Linked DNA regions of Mus musculus: region 2 is linked to region 1. The links are chromatin contacts, called in public HiCAR-type maps. All regions are on one chromosome and are shown on one strand. Each heading gives the region's core, a stretch centred on a gene start, on an enhancer-like site or on the middle of the called end of the contact. The rest is flanking DNA. Distances are from core to core; before and after follow the strand shown.

The links. HiCAR-type assays count read pairs that join an accessible place to other places.
Region 2: a contact with region 1 is called in a HiCAR-type map of astrocytes, with 2.3 times the contacts expected there. The contact joins the promoter of Nudt9 here to the promoter of Ptpn13 in region 1. A contact is called at or near these places in 1 of 484 Hi-C or Micro-C datasets (embryonic stem cells) and 1 of 115 datasets of contacts at active chromatin or transcription factors (astrocytes).

Annotation. Positions count from the first base shown.
Region 1 is chr5:103,422,010-103,429,386 of GRCm38.p6, reverse strand. Ptpn13 (protein tyrosine phosphatase, non-receptor type 13) reads right to left here and starts at 4,195. Exons shown (of 48, transcript NM_011204.2): 1 at 3,851-4,195.
Region 2 is chr5:104,044,376-104,051,752 of GRCm38.p6, reverse strand. It overlaps Nudt9 (nudix (nucleoside diphosphate linked moiety X)-type motif 9), which reads right to left and starts at 4,889. Exons shown (of 8, transcript NM_028794.4): 1 at 4,607-4,889; 2 at 936-1,175. The coding sequence starts at 4,713. It overlaps Mir5619 (microRNA 5619), which reads right to left and starts at 3,750; the gene lies at 3,690-3,750. It overlaps Gm52783 (a long non-coding RNA gene), which reads left to right. Exons shown (of 3, transcript XR_003955769.1): 3 at 452-938.

The DNA.
Region 1 (7,377 bases), core at 2,946-5,445:
ACAAACGATGTTCTGATGTTTAATGATTTGCAGTCTAGACCAGCAGTTCTCAATCTGTGGGTCTCAGCCCCCCTTTTGGGGGGGGGGGTCACATATATGATATCCTGCTTATATTTACATTGTAATTCATAACAGTAGCAAAATTAGTTACGAGGTAACAATGAAATGATTTTAGGGTTTAGAGTCACCACAACTGTCTTAAAGGGTCATGGCCTTAGGAAGGCTGAGAACCTCTGCTCTAGACGCTCAGAGGTGACCCGAGGAGACAGTCATCAGCTTCATGCTATTTCATTCTGTAAGAGGGTAACATGGAGGCAAACAGGCTAAACAAGACTATGTCCACTTGCACTTGATCCCGTCTGCACATAAACTTAATTTCATCTTCAAGCTAAGGGTAGACACTTAAATTATTGACAGCTGACAGATGTAAACTTCAGAAGGTCTCTGGCGTTTGGATACCTCTGCCAGACAGTTGGGCGCTGCTGTGGAGTCCTCAGCAAGCTCTGCTCCAGTTGCTTGAAAACACTTCACACAAACAATAGAAAAGCAGGTTCTTTGGTCAAGCATTTAAACAAGTAACTAACCAGCTCCTCGTGGGAAAGTTCCTGTTCGTCAGACAGCAAATGAAGAGGGAAACATGCTAAGTCTAAGACTACATCTACAAGATGTGGCTTATATAATATGGCTTAGGAGTTACTATTTTGTTTTGTTGGATTTTGCAAATGGCTTAGGAGTTACTGTCTTGTTTTGTTTTGGATTTTGTAAATAACTAAATGATTGCTTTCCTACATAGCTTCACAAGCTATTGGTGATGGCCAAGTATTCAGGAATGGGGGTGGGCAGAAAAGAGCAGTTGCTCATGACACCAGAATAGAAAGCTCTAAAACAGGGCGTGGTGGTACACACCTTTAATCCCAGCACTCAGGAGACAGAGGCTGCCAAAAGCTGTCAATTCCAGGCTGGCCTGATCTACACAATGAGTCTCAGAACAGCAGGGGCTCTGCAGAGAGCCTGTCTCAAACAAAACAAGCGGACGAACTTTAAAAAACATATACTTTCCCCTAGAGTCAATAATTATTTTAAGGCCCCCCCTCTCCCAAAGTAGGCTGCCCTCAGTTCTGTTATAATACACAAAACTTACAACTTTAATTTAGCTCATTAAAAATCAGCTATCTGGGCTGGAGAGATGGCTCAGCAGTTAAGAGCACTGACTGCTCTTCAGAAGGTCCTGAGTTCAAATCCCAGCAACCACATGGTGGCTCACAACCATCTATAATGGTTTCCGATACACTCTTCTAGTGTGTCTGAAGACAGCTACTGTGTACTCATATGCATAAAAATAAATAAATCTTTAAAAAAAAATCAGATATCCACTTACTGATGAAAACTATCTTTTTTGTTTTGGTTTGGTTTTTCGAGACAGGGTTTCTCTGTATAGCCCTGGCTGTCCTGGAACTCACTCTGTCGACCAGGCTGGCCTCGAACTCAGAAATCCGCCTGCCTCTGCCTCCCGAGTGATGGGATTAAAGGCGTGCACCACCACGCCCGGCGAAAACTATCTTTTAGAAATACAGTTCCTGTGTGCAAAAGCCACTTTAAGTTTTAAATGGAGAAAAACGTGCAGGGGAGGAGGGATGGGGTGGGGAGAACCAGGAGCTGAGTTGCAAATATTCCACCTTTCCACCTTTCCCAGTACTGAAGAGCTCTCTACCCTAAGCTGCAGCAGTTTTCCTCATTTCCCGGGCCTTTTAAAGTGACAGGAACCCAAGTGCAGTCATGGGTTCCATCAGAGGCCTGATAACAGCTCACTGTTCTGAGGAGAGGTACTGACTTCCCAAAACACTCTCCAAAATAAGAGCTGACAAATGGACTGGCTTGCTGTATGGTTGGGTTTCACTTCGATTTTAAAGATGATTAAATATTTGAATACACTATGAAAGTGGTTCACATCTTAATTTTTTTTTTAAACGGCAGAAAGAAATGGGGGAAGGAAAAAGGATAACTATGTTGAAGTTTCCCCCAGATACAAGAAGATAAGATGTAAAAGCAGTCAGCTATTGAAGTCCGAAACACTGCTCACCTGCCCCATTCTTTATCTGTTAAAGGTGAAACATGGCTAGACTCATTTCTCTTAAATAAAAGATAAGCTCAATGAGATAAAGACATAGGGGCAGAGTATGCAGCTCCTTGCAGCTCTGAGGTGGGAGCACTCACCTAGCCTGCATAAGGGCCTGCCCCACCCATGCTTTCCCTCCCCCAAGTACACCTATTAAACACTCCAAAATAAATGGCTAGCCAATTCTCCTGGTGAAATCCTGCACTTAAGAGTCATCTCTAAAAGCAAACAAAAAAGAAGATAAAACAAGTTTTACAACTTTTGACACCCTATTGTGGTATTCAAATCTGCCCTTCAAACTGACCCTGGTTTGTGTGTGTGTGTGTGTGTGTGTGTGTGTGTTTACAGGCATCATGAAAACTGTTTATTTTTGGATGTTGATAATCAGCCTCAAAAGGCGGGGGAGGGGGCTTGGATGCCACTAGAAAAGTGTTGGTGGGACAGTGTAAATCCAAAGATAAATCCAATGGTAGAAAAGGGTCACGGTTCTCTAACGTTGAAAGTGAAAGACACCATAAAATGTACCTTTCTTAATGAAGCCTTAATAGTTTCTACCTTTAAATTCTAATAGCTGCCTCCCTTCTCCCCACAGGTACTCCCTGGAAACCTGGAGACCATCAAATTTAGAACATGATGTTCCAAAAACACTGCAAAACACATGTGGGACTGGATGATACGATACGGTACTTATCTATTAATATATTAATTTACTGAGCCACTATCTTTATGAACTTAGTAAAAAAAAAAAATGCAAGTGAAAAATAACTTGTACCTCATCACCACTACTGGCAGCCAATGAAAATGAAGCAGGTTTTGACCCCGACCCTGCCAACCCGGTTCAAGAACTTGGGAAAATACCAACGCCTGTTTCATAATACAGGTACTTTTTTTCTTCCCGTCCTTTAATAAGCTCTCTAGACAGACCTTTTTAAATCTTCCTAATTAGTTAGCAGCGTCCTTCAACCCACATATCAGGTGTCCCACATTTTCTGTATGTCCCGCCTAGAAAACAAACCCGATTGCCCCATTTTCGGAAAGGTAAACTCAGCTCCAGGCAGCTACCTATGAAGTCACCGCGTTTGTTATTTCAAAGATGCAATTAAGCGAAAATGACAGAAGGTTGTCTAAAAGATTAGTCGCAAATACGGGGAGGTGTCGATCTTACACAGGGAAAGAAACCTGCACTCTGTGACTCGCTCCCATGTCTCCCCATCCTCGCTTCTCCAATACACAACAGAAGGAAATTAAATTTCCAAAGTTCCTTGACTTTGGCTTAACTTTTAACTTTGCAGCTCTCGGCGCTCACGTTATCGAGCAAAGTGGAGAAAAGAAAGGCTGGCCTGCAGCAGAGAGAAGCAAACTTTACTAGAGCCTGTCCCCGTCCCTACCCCCTTCTCGGAGCCCTTACACAGACACATTCTTCTGGGCGGCTTCTAACCACACCATGTCCACAATCATTTACAGAAATTAGAAACAGACTCCGGGAGCCCTTCCCACCGCGCGCTCGGCGCAAGGCTGTCCGCACCAGCTCCACGGGGCAGCGTCACTCGCTGTGGCCCACAGCCCGTCGCTCCCTCCCACTCGGGGGTCTCAGCCAGGATTAAACTGCAAGCAGCTCGCGCTCCCCGCCCTCGGCGCACCAGGGATGCCACCATCCGAACCGAGGGGAGCCGAAGAGACGTCCCAGAGGCCCGCACATCCCACCCCCCGGGTCCGGCCACGCGTGCTTCTTACCGGCGCGTGGGGAGCCCCGGTGCGGCGACCGGAGCGCAGCGCGCGGGCACCGAGAGCCGCCGCCTCTTCTTCCCCGAGCTGCTTCGGGCGTGCGCAGAGAGGGTCGGCGGCGACAGAAGCAGCATCGCCGGGCGGCGACCCCCGCCGAGCTCCCGCCCGCCCGCCGCGACTTCGCAGCGCCTCAACGACGGCCGCCCGCGCGCGGCGCTGTCCAGGAGGCTGAGGCGGACGGGAGAGCCGGGGAGCGCTGCTCGGCAGCGGCGCGGAGACCTCGGAGAACTGTGACCATGGTGTGTCACCCTCGCCGCGGCGCGCCCGGCCCAGCTCCTCACGGCGCGCAGCTCCTCCTCGGCCCGACGCATCGGCCCCGCCCCTTGCCCTGTCAGTCAACCCCGCCCGCGCGCGGACAGGACCGCAGGTCCGGGACCCTGCACTCCGCTTCTCCCCATTGGTCCGCCAGGAGCCCCACCCCGCCTCCTCCCTTGGGACCGAGTCTCTGGGGAGACCTGCGCCCCGGTTGCCATGACAACCGGTGCCTTGGGTCGGGCTCCTCACTCTTCTTTTGGCCCCGCGCTGGGGTCGAGGGCGCCAGGGCAGGGTTCTGCTGTGTGCACTCTCCACTGTGCAGACTTGGGGATGAAGCCTCTTGGGCTCCCCCAACTTCAGACCCAGAACTTTCCGAAACGCGCGAGGAAGAGTGACAGACGCGAAGCTGCCGGCCCCTCCCCCTCCTCGCAGCCTTGCTCCCAGATTCTCTCCGGGCGACCCAGGCAATGAAAGAAGGTGGAGAGAGAGGGAACGTCGCCCTGCCAGCTCCCCCAGCTACACAGCAACCGAGAAATGGTGTGGGCAGTGAATCGGCTCCGCCGGGTTCCCACAGCTGTGAAGAGACTTTCAAAGGTGTGCTGCGACAGCACAGCCTCAAAGATCCCCCCGGAAAACTCAAATACTCGCGTTTTCGTGAGAAACAAGATTTTTGCCCTGATATTTTGTGAACTTGGCAACCCCAGCGTTAAAAGTTTTACGGTAAAACCACCTAATTGATAAACCATTTCTTTAAACACACAACAGCTTGGCGAAGGTGTATCCTCGTAGCGATTTCTTTCCTGCAAACTAAAACATTCTAAGTTCAATTATTTGCAAGGAAACCTTGCAGAATTCACGAGCAGAATAGCATCTTGTAATGTGGGTTTTAAAGGGTTTTTTGCTATCGTTCTCTTTGGTGCTATATAAGGTTACTAATACATTCAGTAACACATACAGGGTTAATTTTGTCTGAGATCCTATATGGACCTTTATTTACTTTAAGGATCTCCTCAAAATGGAGAGAAGAGGCTCGTCTGGCTTCTCCGGGCAAGCTGCAATCCCAGGTTCCCCAGCCCCTGAGGCTTTGGTACAGGTGTGATGAATGAGGGAATTAATTAATGATTTACCTTTGGCTACTATTTGAGTTTTCATTATCTCATTTACTAAATGAATAGCTGTGATGGATGTCTTCAAATATGCCTTGCACGTACGCACTGAATGGCATCTCTCTAACTCCATGGAAAACGAGAGCAGAAACCCAAATCCCTGTCCTCAAGGAGTCAAACATGGAGCCTGAGGGAGAAAGCTAGCCCTCCAGGAACAATCTGAAACCTGGGACCAAAAGGTTTAGCCAGTACAGCAGCAAAGGCATACCAATGGAGGAGGGGAACTTAATCTGGACTTTAAGAACGGAGCTAAATTGAGGGAGAGCAGCTAAGGGGAACCACCACAGAAAACTAGAGAGCAGCAGGAGGTCAGAAAACAACAGTGAGCAGGGCCGGCCTGTGGGAGTGGAGACAGAGAAGACTTGTAGCCCTTCCCCCAGTTTTGAAAGTTCCGGCTCATTTATCAGGGAGGTAAGATAGGGAGAGGCCTGTTTAGAGGAACAAAAACGGAATACTTGCCTGCTTGCCACTGAAAGAAAATTGATACAGTTATTTGAAGGAAAGAAACCATCCATAAAGCTTGCAATGGCTTGTGATCTGTCAGAAAGAAGGTAGAAACAGTACAGAGAGAATGGTGGCTGTAAACTTCCCCAAAAAAAAAAAAAAAAAAAAAAAAAAAAAAAAAAAAAAAAAAAAAGATAAGCTATACTGTTGTGAGCCATTTCTTTTCTTTTGCATGAAGCCACTTCAGGTGGCTGCCCTCGGGCTTCTTTCTATAGTAATCCCCTGTTTGGGAGAAGCTGAATGGCTCGCTTAAAAATAAAACCAGAAACACAAAAGAGAAACCTACAAGCTAATCTGTTTGAACATACTGTAGTTTGTAGTTTTTTAAACAAAGAAAGAAAATACTAATAAACAGGACCATGAACCATCTTACAAGTGATATGACACATTTAAGAGGAATTATTTTATGTCTATAGAAAGAGTCCAGTAATAGAAAAAAGTTATATAATTGACTATGTTCCTAGGTCAAAGGAGACAATAGTATACGTGACAAGTGATGCTGATAATTCTTGTAATATCCAGCAGTACTCTTAATAAAAAGTTTACTTTGAAAAAGATAATTTTTTAAAATAGCTGTTTTACAACAAAGCCAGCAATGTGCATTATAATGAAACACTGTATTTATTCCCACTGCAGACAGGGACAAGGCAAGAATGTTCCCATCTGACCATGCAACAGTGAGACTGATAGTGCCCTTAGATAGGAAACATGACTGAGAAATTAAATGTAACAGTGCAAGTTAATCAGGGCGATCTTAGTTCCTTTCATATGCTTACTAGCTATTTTACTTCCCGTTACCAAAAATAGTCTCTCATGTTTTCTTCTAAAACTTTTGTGGACTTTTTTTTTTAACTATACTTTTATTTTTTCATTCAAAACGTCTTACTCATTATTGTTATTATCATTGTGCGTGTGTGCACATACGGATGGACGTCAAGGGAAAGCCATGTGGAAGGAGTTCTCTGTTTCCATCGTTACGTGTACTTGGAATGTAGTGTTGGGGTCTGCTATAGGGTGGTCTTTCCATGCTGCATGAACTATTCTGAACGTTGTGTGTCCCAAGCATGGTCTCTTAGTAATAAACAACCCAAGGCCCATATGATGTTTTGCACCCAATTAACTTTTGCTTCTACGGAAATCATCTACATGTTCCAACAAATCCACAAAGGCAGGCAGTCTCTAGTGCTCTAAAATGTTAGGACTGAGTGATTTAAATATCGGTCACTTTTAAATACTGCCCCCCCCCCCCCACACACACACACACACACGCTCTTTCTTTTGCTTTTCTAAGGTTGAAATGAATTCCGAGTTCATCCACATCTGTAAACAGCACAGTTTCCCCAGCTGGCTTCTTGTGCTCTTCTCTGTGTGAAACATTTGTATTCTGGCTTCAACTAGCTATGTTCATGTTTTTCTCCCTGTTAAGCCCAGAAACATATTGTTCCTTCTTGCTAAACAGACAACTGTGATGGGAACCCAGCCCAGGTGAGTAGCAGAGGCAAGATAGGTAATCCACCCAAACATGAGCAGGTAATCGGAGCGCCACAGCTC
Region 2 (7,377 bases), core at 3,640-6,139, 620 kb before region 1:
ATGAATGACTGAGCACCGACATGTGAGTGCCGGGAACCAAACCTGGTCCTCCCCGAGAGTGACAAGTCCTCTGAACTACTGAGCTCTCTCTCCAGCTCCTGAGTGCTATTCTAGAAGGAAATCATTCTACTACGGTGTTATATTTATCGCTACAAGAAACATAAAAGCAGGCAAAGTGGGAATGACATTTCTGAAAAGGCATGAATGAGGTTTTGGTTCTGTGGGAGGGTTAATTCTCAAGATCTGCTGTCGGGCTCAGTGACCACAGTTAGTTAGTTCTGAAGACAACACCTGAAGCTTGCTCAAGCCAGAGCTCGAACGTTCCTACCGCAGGAGACGTCTACGGGCTAGAGATGGCTATGTTAACTGTTTTACTGTGGTAATCATTTCACGATGTATGCATGAATCACATCACTGAGCTGCACATACATAATAATTTTTGTGATTACAGCTCGGCAAAGCTGGAAAGAGAATATAATCATAAAATAGGAAGCAGCCAAGCTCTCGCAGGGACAGAATCAAAGCACTGCCCTCCTCTCTCTTGCCCATCTTTCCATGCTCACAAGCTCATCCTTGGATTATGGTCATCTGGAAAAGAGTCTGACAAATGTTTCCACAACCTCGAATACCAGGCCTAGCTCTGCCAGAAACAAGAGGTGCACAACTGTTAACCCAAAAAGAACATGCAAAAAAAACCAGATACCACCAGTTGTTATTACTCCAAAACAAACAGCGGCGATTCCAAATAGATTTGCCCATTAGGGGAAGTCCTCACAAAACTTGGCGAAGAATAAGCAAGCATGGACTGGTCAGTTTGGACAAGTTCAAGCAAAAGCAGAAACTCACTTGCAACAACACCCAGCATGGATTGACGTGATTTTTTTCAAATATCAAATGATAACTTAAAAACCCTGGCTTTCCGTAAGTCTGCTCACCTGATCTGAGGGTCCGCCCACTGGGGTCCAGCCAGGACAGAGACCGCGGTGTACTCCACTGGGTTGTAGTCCTGCCACTCAACGAGCCAGCCCACCTTCTCATTCGGAACCTGACTTCGCTCGACTTTTGAACCTGGGTAAGGAGAAGTCCGGGCCTTGTTGTGGGAATTCTCTTTGGCACCATTAGAACCAGACATGATGTTGGCGTTAAGGTGGAACCCACAGGTTGGAAATGTGTTTCTAAGGAAAGGAAAAAAAAAAAAGATAAACATCTTATAGACATTCCAAAAGCATATGAATTAAAGAACCTAGTTCAAAGATCCAGAAACATTTGTCAATTTCAAAACCCTGTAAAAATCAGAAAATAACACGGCAATGACGATTGCATGTGTGTACTGCTCTTCCAGAGGACCCAAGTGTGATTCCCAACACCTAAGCCACACAGCTCACAACCACCTATAACTCCAGCTCCAGGGTATCCAAGGCCTCTGACCTCTAAGGCAAGCTGTTTGCTGTCATCTCATTGAGAGACTCTCAAAACCCTGCTGCTTCATTTGCATGCGCCCTGCATCCACAAGGCAGGCCCAAGGCCCTAAGAGGCTGGGAGCAAGTGTGAGGTAGGACAGATGACTTGTTAAGTAAAGTGAAAGTTACAATCCCTGGACAAGCCACCAGATCAAAGCCAGCCTGGCCTGCTCAGGAAGGCTGCCTCACAAACAAATGAAAGTGGTAGGTTTTCACTATTTTCCCATCTGAGGACAAGCTTGCTTCAGCTGCTCTAGATCTGGAAATCCAAGTTACAAATTCTTTGAAAAAGGAAAGTCTTCCTCACTCAAACCTAAGTGTGTATAACACATGTATTTGTCAAAATTAGCTGGAGAGATGACACTTCTGCTTGGACAGCTACTTAGCCAATTACTAGGGACTAGAGCTCAGAGCCCAGTACCGATGTAAGAAGCCAGGAGTCCCACACACACCTCTGACCCCAAGGATCCAGCCTAGCCAAAAAGACACAAGCCCCAGGTTCAAGGAGAGAATCTTCCTCAAAGGAGTAGGCAGACGGTGAGTAATAAGTCACCAGCATCGTCTTCTGGGCACCGCATAGGTGCGCACACACACACACACACACACACACACACACACAACACCCATAAATATTTTTAAAAAATAAATAGCAAAATATAATCAGACTATGCATCTTCCCCACAGAGGAATGCTAATCCACTCACGTCTGCTGTCCATTATGGGACCACGCTGGCTACTGGAACAAGAATACTTACTATGTACATAATCAGAGCCTAAATCTTTTTTATTGAATTACAGGACTGTGCCATCAACAGAAAGGAACTAGGAAATTATTAAAATGCATCTTACAAAGCAAAGACCAGTTCCTAAGACTGGCAAGAAGGAAAGGAAGGAAAGGAAAGGGAGAGGAGGGGGGGGAGGGGAGGGGAGGGGAGGGGAGGGGAGGGGAGGGAAGGGAAGGGAAGGGAAGGGAAGAAAGAGAGAAAAGAAAGCCGGGCATGGTGGCGCACGTCTTTAATCCCAGCACTCGGGAGGTAGAGGCAGGCAGATTTCTGAGTTCGAGGCCAGCCTGGTCTACAGAGTGAGTTCCAGGACAGCCAGGGCTACACAGAGAAACCCTGTCTTGAAAAACAAACAAACAAACAAAAAAAAAAAAAAAGAAGAAAGAAAGAAAGAAAGAAAGAGAGAGAGAGAGAAGAAAAGAAGGGAGAGGAAAGGAAAGGAATCCAATAGCTGCATGCTGCTATGAACTGAAGAAAATCTTCAATACCATAATTTATAAGAGGTAAGTGTACGCCTGCAAGTCACTCTCCTAAGTGCTGGCAATACTGCCCACTCAACTGACCCACACAAATCCTTGCTTTGGAAATAATTCTAATATTTCCTGTTGCACCTCAGCTTAATTTTTGGGTCACACATGTTACATGTGAGCACATGAACAAACTTATGTCACTGACAAAACCTGTTGAGAAACGGAAACCTGACTTTCCAGGTTTTACTAATAAAGATCTTTGAAACTACGTAAATCACAAATTCTAACTACAAAATTCTAACTCCTGTGCCCTGGATTTCCCTCCATTGTTAGTCACAAAATTGTTTTTAATATGTTTTTATTCACTTATTTTTAGAAAATTCTATACATATAGGTGTATCACACTGGAGATAGGAGTGAATACATACACATAAACGTATTTTGATCATATCCGCCTCCCAACTCCTCCCAGCTTTCCACCCCATCAGTCATGTTCTCCTACATTTTTATATTTTATTTTTGATTACATGTGTGTGTTCATGCATGGGTCCTGCACAGGGGCGCAGAGCTGACAATGGAGCAGGAGTTTACACCTGACCTGGCAACCAAGAATGAACAGGGATCATCTTCCAGTCCATTCGAGCTCTTAACTGCTGAGCTATCTCTCCAGCCCCCTCTTCTGGCTCCTTCTGTTTCCTTTTAGATAGCCTTTTAAGATAGTCTAATTAGTGCTACCTACATAAACATGGGCATGGAAGGTGATCAGTGGATGAGGGGCCAAGCTCCTAAAGAAAACTGTAGTCACAAAACTCTTGAAGTTACACGTCTTTTGTTTCTCGACAGATGTTTTACAATCATCTGTCTAGACCAGCAGGCACTCAACAAACACTTGTTGACTTAGCTTTGGGTTTTTCTTTGGAATAAGCAGTTTCAGTTCTGGATATACTTCTTTAAGTGTTCCTTTCCCTGTCGTGCTAGAAATCACCAATGAGCTTTTCGTTGTTCTGGTAACAACCAACAAAAATGCCATTAGTGACTTCCAGAGAGCAGGAAGTTCTCCCCTCAGCAAGCCCCACTGAAGAAGGTGTATAAAGGGTGTTAACCCACACCAGCAGAAAGAGGACACTCTGATTGAGGGGTTTTAAGCACTGTCAGGAAAGCAGAAAGGGGATGGCACCGTGGGGCCTACAAACCACAGCAGAAGTAATTCTATTTTCAATGAGGTGAAGGAATATGTCACTCCTGTTTGGGAAGCCCACAGAAATTCCAAACTCGGTCTCACACGGAGCCCAAATTGCCAGGGAACTAACCTCTTTCCTCTTCGGAACCGAAAGCTTGGTGAGTTTGCCTCCTAGATAAAAGTCAAGCTTGAGGCGTGGGTGGTATGTGTTTTAAGGAAGACACTGGTGTCAGAGAACTTAACAGAACCAAACTTACAAACTTTCCAAGTCACTAGGAAATAAAGTTGCGGCCACCTCGCCCAGGAGAGAAGGGAAAGAACGAGGTTCCCAGTACTGAGGCACTTGTGCGCACACTTCATCTCCAGTCTACCCAAAAGCCAATAATCAGCGCCTTCCAGCGCACAGAAAACACTGTCTGCTACTCAGATTAACAGTATATATTAACAGTATATTCCATTATATGGACTCGGTATCACCTCTAGCACGGAGCAACACACCATAAATGCTCTTCAAACTCTGGTGATCTATGAATTAGCGTTGGCGCCTTATCTGGATGGGCAAATTAAAAAGTCAGAGATCGAGAAGGGTCCTTGCTATTGGCTTCCCAAAATCCAGTACTTCAGCACAGCCTACATAACCTCTGGAAAAGGAAGGAGGGGATCGCAGGTCCACCCGAGGTCTCGGAACCGCAGCCCGTCCTAGAATCGGGGTACCTGGGTGCGGGGACGGCGCGGCAGGCTGAGGACCGGACAGTCACTGACGCGAGGGCCACCGAGAGCGACACGGTGGCTACCGCCTGCCCCAGGGAGCGGCCGGCCATCGGCGCCTGGCGCCTGGCGCGCGGCCCGCGAGGGTTCGGAGGTGGCCGGCCTCGCCCGGAGCCCCGCCTTGAGCCCCGAACCTGCAGCCAGCGGGCACTAGGACCCGGCCGCGCTCCCCCAGCGCCGCTGGCCGGCGGCGCCAGCAGCCCCACGACGTACCCGACGCGCGACCGCGCTTTACGGCCACGCCGCAAACTAACCTGTGTGCCAGGCCTCTCCGTCTGCGCAGGCGAACTGGAGTGCCGCGGCGCGGCAGGACGCGGAGACCCAGAACCCTGAGGCTGAGCGGAAGGAGGGTCAGGGGCGACCACGTGCTTCCAGGAGAGGAGGGCCGTACGGAGGAGTCACGTGAGCCATGCGAGGTTTGAGAAGACGTAGGATGAGTCAGTGACGAGTCTTGAAACACCTTGGTTTGGTTTCCAGAAGCCAAGTAACTTGCTTTTCGAAACTTGCCCGCATACCGGATTCAGAGACCGCCTGTGAACAACAAAATGTGGGCGTCCCGCCGGTCACGTGATCAGGCCAGTCACGTGACCCCTAACCCTTAAGGAGGGAATCCCCCAACCCTGGAACGCAGCCTGGGCTCCCCAGAGCCCCCTTCACGGTGCTGTCCGTGGTGTTGGTGACTCTGATAAACCTCTTGTCCAAAAGGAAAGCCGGCCTCGGTTTCCCACTTTCGAACCCCAAAGCCAAAACTTACAGACAAGCTGTGAAAGTGGCACGCGGTCTGGATAATAACGAACGAAGGACTAAAGTTAGCCAGATTGAAAGTGGTAAAGCCAGGCGTGCATCGCGGCTTGCACTCCAGGTTTCATTCGTTTAATTGTTGATGAGACATATTCTAAGCCTATCATCAACTTTGGGCCTTGCAAAACACACCGTATGGCGTTGGCTCTTAAAGCCAGGCCAATCAAATACTAACAGTATCCTGAAATCCACAGCACTCTTGGGATGGGACAGCAAGAAAAAAGGACTGCACAGTAACACTTCAGGGCGTTGCCTTCGTGACTATACTACACCCCTTAAAATGCCCGCTTAGAAAAACTAAAAGTATGGGAAATTTCCTCCCCACCCCTGCCCAAACCTGGTGACAGATAGGCAGATCCCTGGAGCAAAGTAAAGATTATATTTTCTTTCTCTGCACTTTGGGGCATAAGCCTACCACCCCACAGTTTCCTGGAGATGTGGTAGACATGTCGTTGAGGTGTGAGCGAGCACTCAGGAAGATAAATCACCTTGGGCTCCAGCCCCTTCCAGAGATGGTTGTTTTCAGCTTGCTCCACTGCTCCTGTCATAAGAAACACGTTTGTTTCTACACACACACACACACACACGAACACCTTAGATCCTTCAGCACCATTCCCCGGCCTTCAAGATCCCTATTCTTTTTTTTTTATTTTGGTTTTTTTTTTTAATGAAACTAGAACCCAGTTCATAATGTAGGCTTTCCTACGGCAGCAGTAGCCAATAAAAATCTTTCCTTGTGACTTTAACTAGTATCCTCAAACAGGCTAGTGGTTTTGGTTTGGTTTTGTTTTGTTTTGTTTTAAGATTTACTTACTTATGTGGATGGACAGGGGTTTTGCCTGAGTATCTGTGCACCCCAAGTCTTTAGTGCCCGTATAGTCCAGAAGAGAACTTTAGATTCCTCAAGACTGGAGTTACAGGCGACTGTGCACTACCATATAGGTGCTAGGATTTGAACCCAGGTCCTCTGGAAGAGAAGCAAGCCAGTGCTCTTAACTGCTGAGCTGTCTCTGTAGCCCAGGCATTGTCTTTGGCAGCTCTTTCAGATAGCATTTTTCTTAAAGTATTGTTGATATAAAAAAGCATAGTTCACACCTTAAAGGATCTTAGTTTCTTCTGGAGCAAAATATGAATTCCTCTGGTCCCAGGAACACAGATTTTGGTTACCCCAGATATCATGTTATAAAGTTTCAATAGCAATAGCAATAGAACAAAATCCTAAATTAAGACATTTTAAATACATGAGTGGAAACATCAGGTAAGCCCAAGTTGCAGCAAATTAGTGAAATCTCTGATAAAGACCTCAGATGTTATCTGATCTTCTTTGGGATAGAGTCTGTTTATGCATTAAAATGGGATTTATATAATAGTCACAAGGAAGGCAGTAAATAGCTATTTAGATATTTTGACTCTAGACCTGCAACATTCCAACTCTTCACAGTCATTGATTTCTAATCAGTTAATCAACCCTATAGAATATTAATGTAGTTGTGACATTTTTCTAGGAATATCAGTTCAATGTGCATTTGAAAGCAGACCCTAGTAGTTTATGAATGTAAATTCCAGCTCTCTGGAAGCTGGGGCAGAAGGATCAGAAGTTCAAAGCCAGCCTGGCTACATACAAAACTTTGTCTCAAAAATTTTTGTATTTAAAAAATAAATACCAAACTGGGCATGGTGGTGCACACCCTTAATTCCAGCACTCCAGAGGCGGAGATAGATATATCTCTCCAAGTCTGAGGCCAGCCTGATCTACATGGAGAGTTCCAGAAAAACCAGCGCTACATAGAGAGACCCTGTATCACAAAGCGCTGCTCTCTACTAAAGGGAAATAAATGAATGATAAGCAAGTAGTAACATCAGACTAGGGGGAGTGCTCAGTGACTGAGCATGGAGCTTCCTCATCATGCACAAAG